Linked DNA regions of Mus musculus: region 2 is linked to region 1. Evidence: chromatin contacts called from public Hi-C data. All regions are on one chromosome and are shown on one strand. Each heading gives the region's core, a stretch centred on a gene start, on an enhancer-like site or on the middle of the called end of the contact. The rest is flanking DNA. Distances are from core to core; before and after follow the strand shown.

Region 1 (3,889 bases), core at 522-3,021:
CACAACTGCCCTTAGTGCAAAAATAGCTTAATTTTCTACAATGAGAACCGGGAGAAATCTACAGATTTACCAAGACTCCAAAATAAAAGTTCATGCAAAAATTGACTATGATTCTTTTTGTTTTGTTTTGTTTTGGTTTTTCGAGACAGGGTATCTCTGTGTAGCCCTGGCTGACCTGAAACTCACTTTGTAGACCAGGCTGGCCTCGAACTCAGAAATCTGCCTGCCTCTGCCTCCCAAGTGCTGGGATTAAAGGTGTGCGCCACCACCGCCCGGCTTTTTATTTTTTAAAAAGGTGTGTGAGTGTGTTTTCTGTCTTCATGCACACCAGAAGAGGGAATCAAAACCCATTACCGATGGTTTACAGATGGTTATCATGCTGTTGCTGGGAGTAGAACTCAGAACCTTTGGAAGAGCTGCCAGTGCTCTTAACCAGAGACATCTTTTTAGTCCCGTTTCTTTTTTAACGGTATTTTTAAAAAGCTAGCCAGGGAGAAACTGCCCTTGATAAGACATGAGCCTGGAGAGCATGGCATCTTCATACACAAAACTACCACGTCTCAGCTTTATAGCCCAAGCCAATGTATCTCCTACAGTAGGCCAATGTCCCCTGCCCCAAATAAACCAAGAATAAGGCTGAAAGACACATGTCCTCATTCCCAAAGCTCACTGTGCAAAGTAGCCAACCCTAATGGTCTATAGTCCCTGCTCACTTTGCCTTTCTTAAGAGTCCCAAATCGTCCAGGCCTGGCCTCAAACTTGCTATATTGCCATGGATAGCCTTGAATTTTGATCGCCCAAATGCTAGAATTACAGGTGTGTCCCACTACAATTTCTAATAAAGACTCTTATACTTAGTTAATCTGATCACTCGTGTTTTCTGCCTGCCAAAGCTATCATTTCCTTGTATAATCTATTGGGAAATGTTAAGTAATGAATTCTCTGGCACGGCTCTTTGTGCTGGTACTTGGTATCCATATGCAAAACAAAACAAAGCAAAATACAAACCCCAGCTTCAATCCACACCTTACACAAAAATGAACTCAATACAGACCACATACGCAAGTGTCAAACTATACAATTTAGCACAAAACAAAGGGGAAAACTCTATGACCTCGGGTTCAGTGAAACTCTTACAGACATAACATCAAGAGCATGACCAAAACGAGAGTACGATAGACCTGAACTTTCCCCTACAAGACATTGCTAAAGTATAGAAGAAAAATTCTGAAATGAGACAGAATACAAGCAAATTCAATCATAAGAAAACAAAAACAAAACAAAAACAAACCACACAATGAAAAATTTAAAATAGTCAAATTGTAAATAAGCCCTTGAAACTATTTTCAATGTTATTTTTAAAGTTCTAATTGAAATGTAATTACATCACTCCCCTCTCCCCTTATTCTGGAAAACAAATGAAAACCATAATTAGATCTTTACCACACATCTATTAGAGAAGCTAAGCGTGTCATAATGAAAGGACACTGAGCTAGAGCTCTCACGCTGATCAGAGCAACTCTGGAGAACTCTTATAGTTTCTTACTGAGCTAAAGATGCATCTGACATGCACACTCCCATATGTTCCTATAAATATGAAATCTATGTTCAACAAAACCTGTCAACAGCTCCTCTTGCAGCTTCATTCATAATGACCCAAACTATGAATAACACTGTGTCCACCTGGTGAATGGACAAACACTGACACACTAGCACAGTGGGCTGTCATCTACCAAGACAGAGAATGGAGCTACGGACACAGGCACCACACTGATGAATCTCAAAGGAATTAGGGGTTAAAGCAGCCTGTCTCAAAAGGCTGTGTGCTATGAGTCCATTATGAGTCACTTTGGAAAAGGAGGGAACATTTACATCAGAAACGCGTATGTTAGCATCTCTACAGCTAATTAACAGGACAGAGACCACTGGCGACTGACAACAGAAGGGCAACACAGATTAGATTTCTTGACTCCCAAAGGTGCAGCAGTTACAGGGATTGATATCTACTTTTTAAATTGTTAGTTGCATGCCAAAAGGGCCTGTTGAATATAAACTCTACAGAATTCTTAAAGACACGAATGAAAATGGGACACGGGATGTCTTATTTTTTCATAAATCACTCAGTTCAATTTTACCATCTTTTTTAAAACTTAAATTCCAAAAAACTATCTCACAGCAATGTCAGATGTTTGGGGTTTAAATCAGCTTTACCAACTAAGGCAAGAAAGGTAATCAATTACCAATGCTCACATTTAAATTTTAGCCAAATAAATCATCAACTCAGGGTATACAGTGAAGAGAAAGAACAAAAGTAACTAAAAAAAAAAAAAAACCCAAAAAACCCAACAACAACAACAACAAAACAAGGCATAGTGATACAAACACGTTGCAGGATATTTGATCACATTGTGAATCCTGAGACTGTGTTATTTACTCAAAAAAACCGATTTCTAGTTGTGGTGTGGCTCAGCCTTAACACAGACCTTTAATCCCTCTGGCCAGATACGGACACACCCTTTGTACACACCTTTAATCCCAATCAATGAAGGTAAAGTTAGTTTGTACAGGGATGCAGTCATGTTTGAAAGTGATGTCTAATTGAGTGGCAGAAAAAATGACGAATCAGAGAAAGATTTGACAGAATAGGACATGCCCAACTCTCATGAGAACAGACAGGAGGATCTATAGAAGAGAGCAGAGAAAGAACAAGGGAGGGGCAGTTTTACCAGGGCAGTTGTACAGAAAGAGGTTATACAGAGAAAACAAGCTAGACATAGGCAAAGACAGAACAAGCCAGAGAATGAGAAGGAGCCAGAAGATTAGAACATATTGCCAAAGTTAGTATGAGGCCAAGCAGAATCTGAAAGAGAACCAGATTGATAGCTTGGAGAGGAGTTTGAGTCAGAACAGCTGAGCAGAACCAGCCAGCTAGACTTCAGAAAGAACCAGAAAGGGTGAGCTTATTCAGCAGCAAGTCTCAGAAGCTGAGAACATTCTAGGTCTAGATAAGATTGTATGGGGCTAGAAGCTTCCAGGCCTAGGCCTAGGCTAGAAGACAGAGGCATAATATATCAGGTAAATAAAAGTTACTTTAGCATGCATGTAATCCCAACACTCAGAAGTTAGGACAGAAGAGTTATGAGCTGAAAGCCAGCCTAGCCTTCACAGCAGATCTTGTCTTGAAACGAGGGGGAGGGTGGATGGAGGGAAGGACAGAGGGGAAAGGGAGGAGAAAGGAAAAGTAAAGAAAGAAGGGAAGGGAGGGAAGAAAGAAATAGAAAAAAAGATAGCTCAAATTATGGATCACTATTAGAAACTTAGAGTCCATCCATATGTTCTTTGTGTCTCAGAGTTTCAAAGTCTCAACCATCTAACTAATCAGATCTCAAGACTTTCTCCTGTGCCTTTAACTATGAAGAAAGTACTTACAGCTTTAAGTGTAAGGTCACACTGGAAAACAAGTGTCCGAAGCTGTGTTAAAATTTCCCTCTTTGTATTTTCTAGATCATTCCGTCTTTCTTCAACATTTGTTACACAGACTTTGTAGTGTTCGTTTGCTTCTTCTACCTTCAAGGACACCACAGAAATAACACTAATCACTAAATTTATACTTAAAACTTACTGTAATTAAAGCAATGTTTCAAAAAATGGGAAACCTATGAAAAAAATCTGAAATATTTTAATTTTCAATACAATACTATGAAATGCATTAAGTAAAATAATTTAAAGATAAACAGCAGTTTAGTTAGCAATTTAAGAATACCAGATTGTAATTGATGGGGGCTATTTACAAATACTATAGTGTCTGCATAAGTAGTAGTCTCCATTTTTAACAGAATTTGTCAAATTATATTTCATAAATGATACAAAGCTTATTATGGTTCAACAG
Region 2 (3,950 bases), core at 47-2,546, 83 kb before region 1:
GTGTCATTTGACCTCCAAAGGGGAGGTTCACAGGGGTCACAGATCAGACACCCTGAATATCAGATATTTACATTGCGATTCATCACAGTAGAAAGATTACAGTTATGAAGGAGCAATGAAATAATTTTATGGTTGGGGTCACCACAGCGTGAGGAACCATATTAAAGGGTCACAGCATTAGGAAGGTTGAGAAGCAATGGTCTGGTGTGTGCTTAGTGGCCCGCCTGCATTCTCCTTCCTAGTTATTTTCCACGGGACGATAAATGCTAAGGCACACATGTTTTGGAGAAGCCATTTACATCTCAGAACGAGCTGGCTCCCAGCAAGCCTCCCTCTGAATCCACCCACCAGCTTCTTAACCATGTGGCTATAAATTACAAGATAACTTCCTCAGGGCTCACTCTTCCTTGAATTCTCTCCCCGTTATCAATTCCAATTCATAAGACCTGCTCCTGCCAAAAGAACCAGGCTGTAACTTTACTTGAATGGAAACACTTCCAGAAAAGGGGTCAAGGACCAAAGTGGCAAATACTACTATTACATATGTCCCAGACACCTATATATGCAAGTTCTCTTAATATTTCAAATGACAAATAACTCTGTGTCATCATTGGGGTTGGCACTGATAACTTGAGATCAAGGTCTAATTAGACTTCTTACGGACTACTGGATCTACAGATAGGGTTGCTATCTCTATTAATTGTGGTTGGTCTGAGTGGTTCCTGGGCAGTGAAGCTCTACTTAAGAAAGTGATGTAAGGACCTCACTTGGGGCTCCTAAAGACCTCTGTTAAGATTCTTGAAAGACAAAGTCTATTCCTTCCCCTTGGATCTGCTTTCTGTTTTCCAGTGTGAAATGAAGTGTACCAGCTCCTTAAACATCTCGATGATAGTCACTGATTCAGTGGCTATCACTTCATCAGCACAGGAAAGGATTTGCCTATGATTAATAGTTTTTTTTTCCCCCTCTAACTCAAAGGAGCTGATCTGGAAACAATATTCATTTCTAAGCTGAACATATACCCAATGAGTGGGTAGTTAGGTAGGATCAGGTTAAAGTGTCTTCGTGAGGATAACATGGCCTCTGGGAGACAGTGGAAGATTCTGGACTCGGGGATGCGTAACTTGTCTCGAAAGCATCTAGAACAGAAGTTAAGAGCCAGTGAGGCTGTGGACACTGGGCAGGCAGCCCTGCGTGCTAGGTTCCTTTCCCAGGAGCTGCTACAGGAAGCCCAGGTTTATCCGGGAGGGAAGTTGTTGCTAGGCAACTGGATGACTGTGGATTTAAAGCATGTTTGTTGCAGCCTGACAGTTGTTAAGCATTGGATAAAAAGAGAGGAAACTGCTTTGGTGCTGAGGGGGCAACCAGGAGAGGCGCCCTGCGTGCTAGGAAATGCGTCATGAGTGGAGAATTCAGACTCAGTTACATGAGGGGTGAGGGACATGCCAACTGTTTCCACTGGGAGAGGTCATCCAGACGTGCTGTCTGCCTACACTGGGAGGAACAGTGTCTGAAGGTCTAAGGCAGAGGGTGGGCTCTGGATTATGTGAACAGTCAAGTTACGGGACTTTCCTTAGTGCGACAGAAACTAGGCCTCCTTCCCTCCTGACAACTTCTGCCCCAGTGTCTGTTTCTTCTTCTTTTTTTTTATTGGTTTTTCGAGACAGGGTTTCTCTGTTCAGCCCTGGCTGTCCTGAAACTCACTTTGTAGACCAGGCTGGCCTCGAACTCAGAAATCCACCTGCCTCTGCCTCCCAAGTGCTGGGATTAAAGGCGTGCACCACCACGCCCGGCTGTCTGTTTCTGATGAAAGCAAAACTGAGCTTGGAATCCAGAGCGGGCAGCAGGGAAAGGTTATTCTGTGAGATAGACCTTCCTCCAATGCTGGGGTCTGAGGAAGGAGAGAGGGGCCGCTGCAAAGCATAGTGTATTCTCCCCCATCACCTGTCACCCCCTCTTCCTCTGTATGTGTGTGTGTGTGCTGTGTGTTTGTACGTATATATGGTATATGTGTGTCTTTGTGTGTGATATATGTATGTGTGTCTGTGTGTGTGCTGTGTGTCTGTGTGTGTGCTATATGCATGTGTGTTTGCTATGTGTATGTGTGTGTGCTGTGTGTATGTGTGTGTGCTGTGTGTTTGTATGTGTATATGGTATATGTGTGTCTCTGTATGTGGTATATGTATGCGTGTGTGATGTATACGTGTGTGTGTGTGGTATGCATGTGTCTGTGTGTGTGTTTGTGTATATGATGTGTATATGGTATGTGTATGTATCTCTTTTTGTGTATGTGGGTGTATATAATTTATGTATGTGTACATATGTGTCTGTGTGTGTGGTGTGTATGTGTGTGGTGTGTGCTGTGTGTATGTGCATATGGTAGGTGTGTGTGTGTGTGTGTGCTGTGTGGTGTACGTATATATGGTTGTGTTTGTTGTATATATGTGTATGTGTATCTGTAGTATATGTATGTATGTGTGGTGTGTGTATATGTGTGTCTCTGTGTGTGATGTATATATGTGGAAGGTATATGTATGCATGTCTCTGTGTGCATGGTGTGTGTGTGTGTGGTGTATGTGGTGTATGTATTTGTGTATATGTCTGTGTGTGTGTGTGGTATGTGTATGTGTGTCCATAGTATATGTATGTTTGTGGTATGTGTATGTGTGTCTGTAGTGTATGTGTGTATGTGTGACATGTGTATGTGTGTGTGTACATATGTACAGGCCAGAGGACAACTTCAGGGGCCATTTCTCAGGCACCATTCAACCTTTAATGAATGAATGAGTGAATTTATTCAATTTTGAACTTTGAGACATGGTCTCTAACTGGCACAGAGCTTACTAAGTATGCTAGGCTGGCTGGCCAGTGAGGCCTAGGAATACACTTTCCTTTGCCTCCCTAGTGCAGGGATCTATAAGCATGCTCTACCACATCTGGCTTTTCCACATAGGTTCTAAGTATTGAACACAAACCCTTGTATGTGTAGGCCAACTACTTTACTGACTAAGACACTGACTGAACTACCCACCCCAGCCCACCCTTTCACTTTGGAATAAGCAAAACATCTTTGGTTTCAAAGTGTGTTTCCCATCTTTTCTCTAATACAAATGCCACTGCAATCCCATGACAGGTGTCACATGGGTCTTACTGTCAATTTCACAAACGTGGAAGGAATGGTCCCTAGAAACAACCCCAAATTGTTAGACAGTAGCCAGAAAGCAGTGTCTGGGTCACTAGGGGATGCCTGTGTGTGTCAGCAGGTGGCCCAGGACTCGGCCTCTACCACTGGTCTCACACTCAAGAGCCAGTGCTGAGGAGGTTTATGAAAAGAGCCAAGGTCAGTGACAACACCAGAAACCAGCATGGCTTTCTGCACCTGCCTGTCCTCAGAAGGAAGAAATACCTGGCCAGTGCTGAGGCTAGGCTGAAGTAGCAGCTCAGAGTCCTGGGAGTTAGCTGACACTGTGCTGGACCCCAGATGTGCAGTCACATCTGTGTTATGATTTTCTACCTGTCGCCCTGAGCTCTGTAGCTCAGTATATACTGGGTTACAATGACATGGGGTCTCCCTCATGACTGAATTCTGCTGCTCTCCTAATTTTGCAATATGGGAGTGAGCTTTCTACCTCGTACAGCTTAAGGGTCTTAGCTGTAATTCCCTTGTGTGCCCAAACACAGACACGTTCTCAGCATCTTCAGTCAGAGCATCTTCAGTCTCAGTGTCTGCCTTGTCAGAGCTGTGACACGTTCAGGTTCTGTGGTCCTGTCACTGTCCTGGGTGGTCTTGGCCTGTATATAATAGGTTCTGTGCACATACACACTCATGTAAGTGCTTCTGGGGTTGGGGACAGAGCTCTGTCATCCTCGTTCCCACTTTAAACTTTTAGAGTGAGTTTAACTCTTGAAAACAAAAAAGAAATATCTTATTTTATATATGAGACCCACTG

What was found. Hi-C and Micro-C count contacts between places; a contact is called where the count stands out from the background.
Region 2: a Hi-C map of embryonic fibroblasts shows a contact between it and region 1, with 2.0 times the contacts expected there. The contact joins two enhancer-like sites. A contact is called at or near these places in 3 of 39 promoter capture datasets (3T3-L1-derived adipocytes, maxillary cranial neural crest and second pharyngeal arch cranial neural crest), 2 of 484 Hi-C or Micro-C datasets (embryonic fibroblasts and nephron progenitors), 8 of 115 datasets of contacts at active chromatin or transcription factors (the NIH/3T3 cell line, embryonic fibroblasts, embryonic stem cells and 3 more) and 3 of 9 other capture datasets (adipose tissue, liver and pancreatic islet).

The regions. Positions count from the first base shown.
Region 1 is chr3:121,993,258-121,997,146 of GRCm38.p6, reverse strand. It overlaps Arhgap29 (Rho GTPase activating protein 29), which reads right to left. Exons shown (of 23, transcript NM_001356524.1): 12 at 3,430-3,567. Among named protein-coding and RNA genes, the nearest start is that of Arhgap29, 27 kb to the right of the region's middle. Within about 2 kb of position 1,771, at least 12 of the 459 cell types and tissues checked have an H3K27ac peak or open chromatin away from gene starts, as enhancers often do. A contact at or near this core is called in embryonic fibroblasts, where this site is marked.
Region 2 is chr3:122,075,742-122,079,691 of GRCm38.p6, reverse strand. The region is part of intron 6 of Abca4 (ATP-binding cassette, sub-family A (ABC1), member 4); the gene reads right to left. Among named protein-coding and RNA genes, the nearest start is that of Abca4, 33 kb to the right of the region's middle. Within about 2 kb of position 1,296, at least 73 of the 459 cell types and tissues checked have an H3K27ac peak or open chromatin away from gene starts, as enhancers often do. A contact at or near this core is called in embryonic fibroblasts, where this site is marked.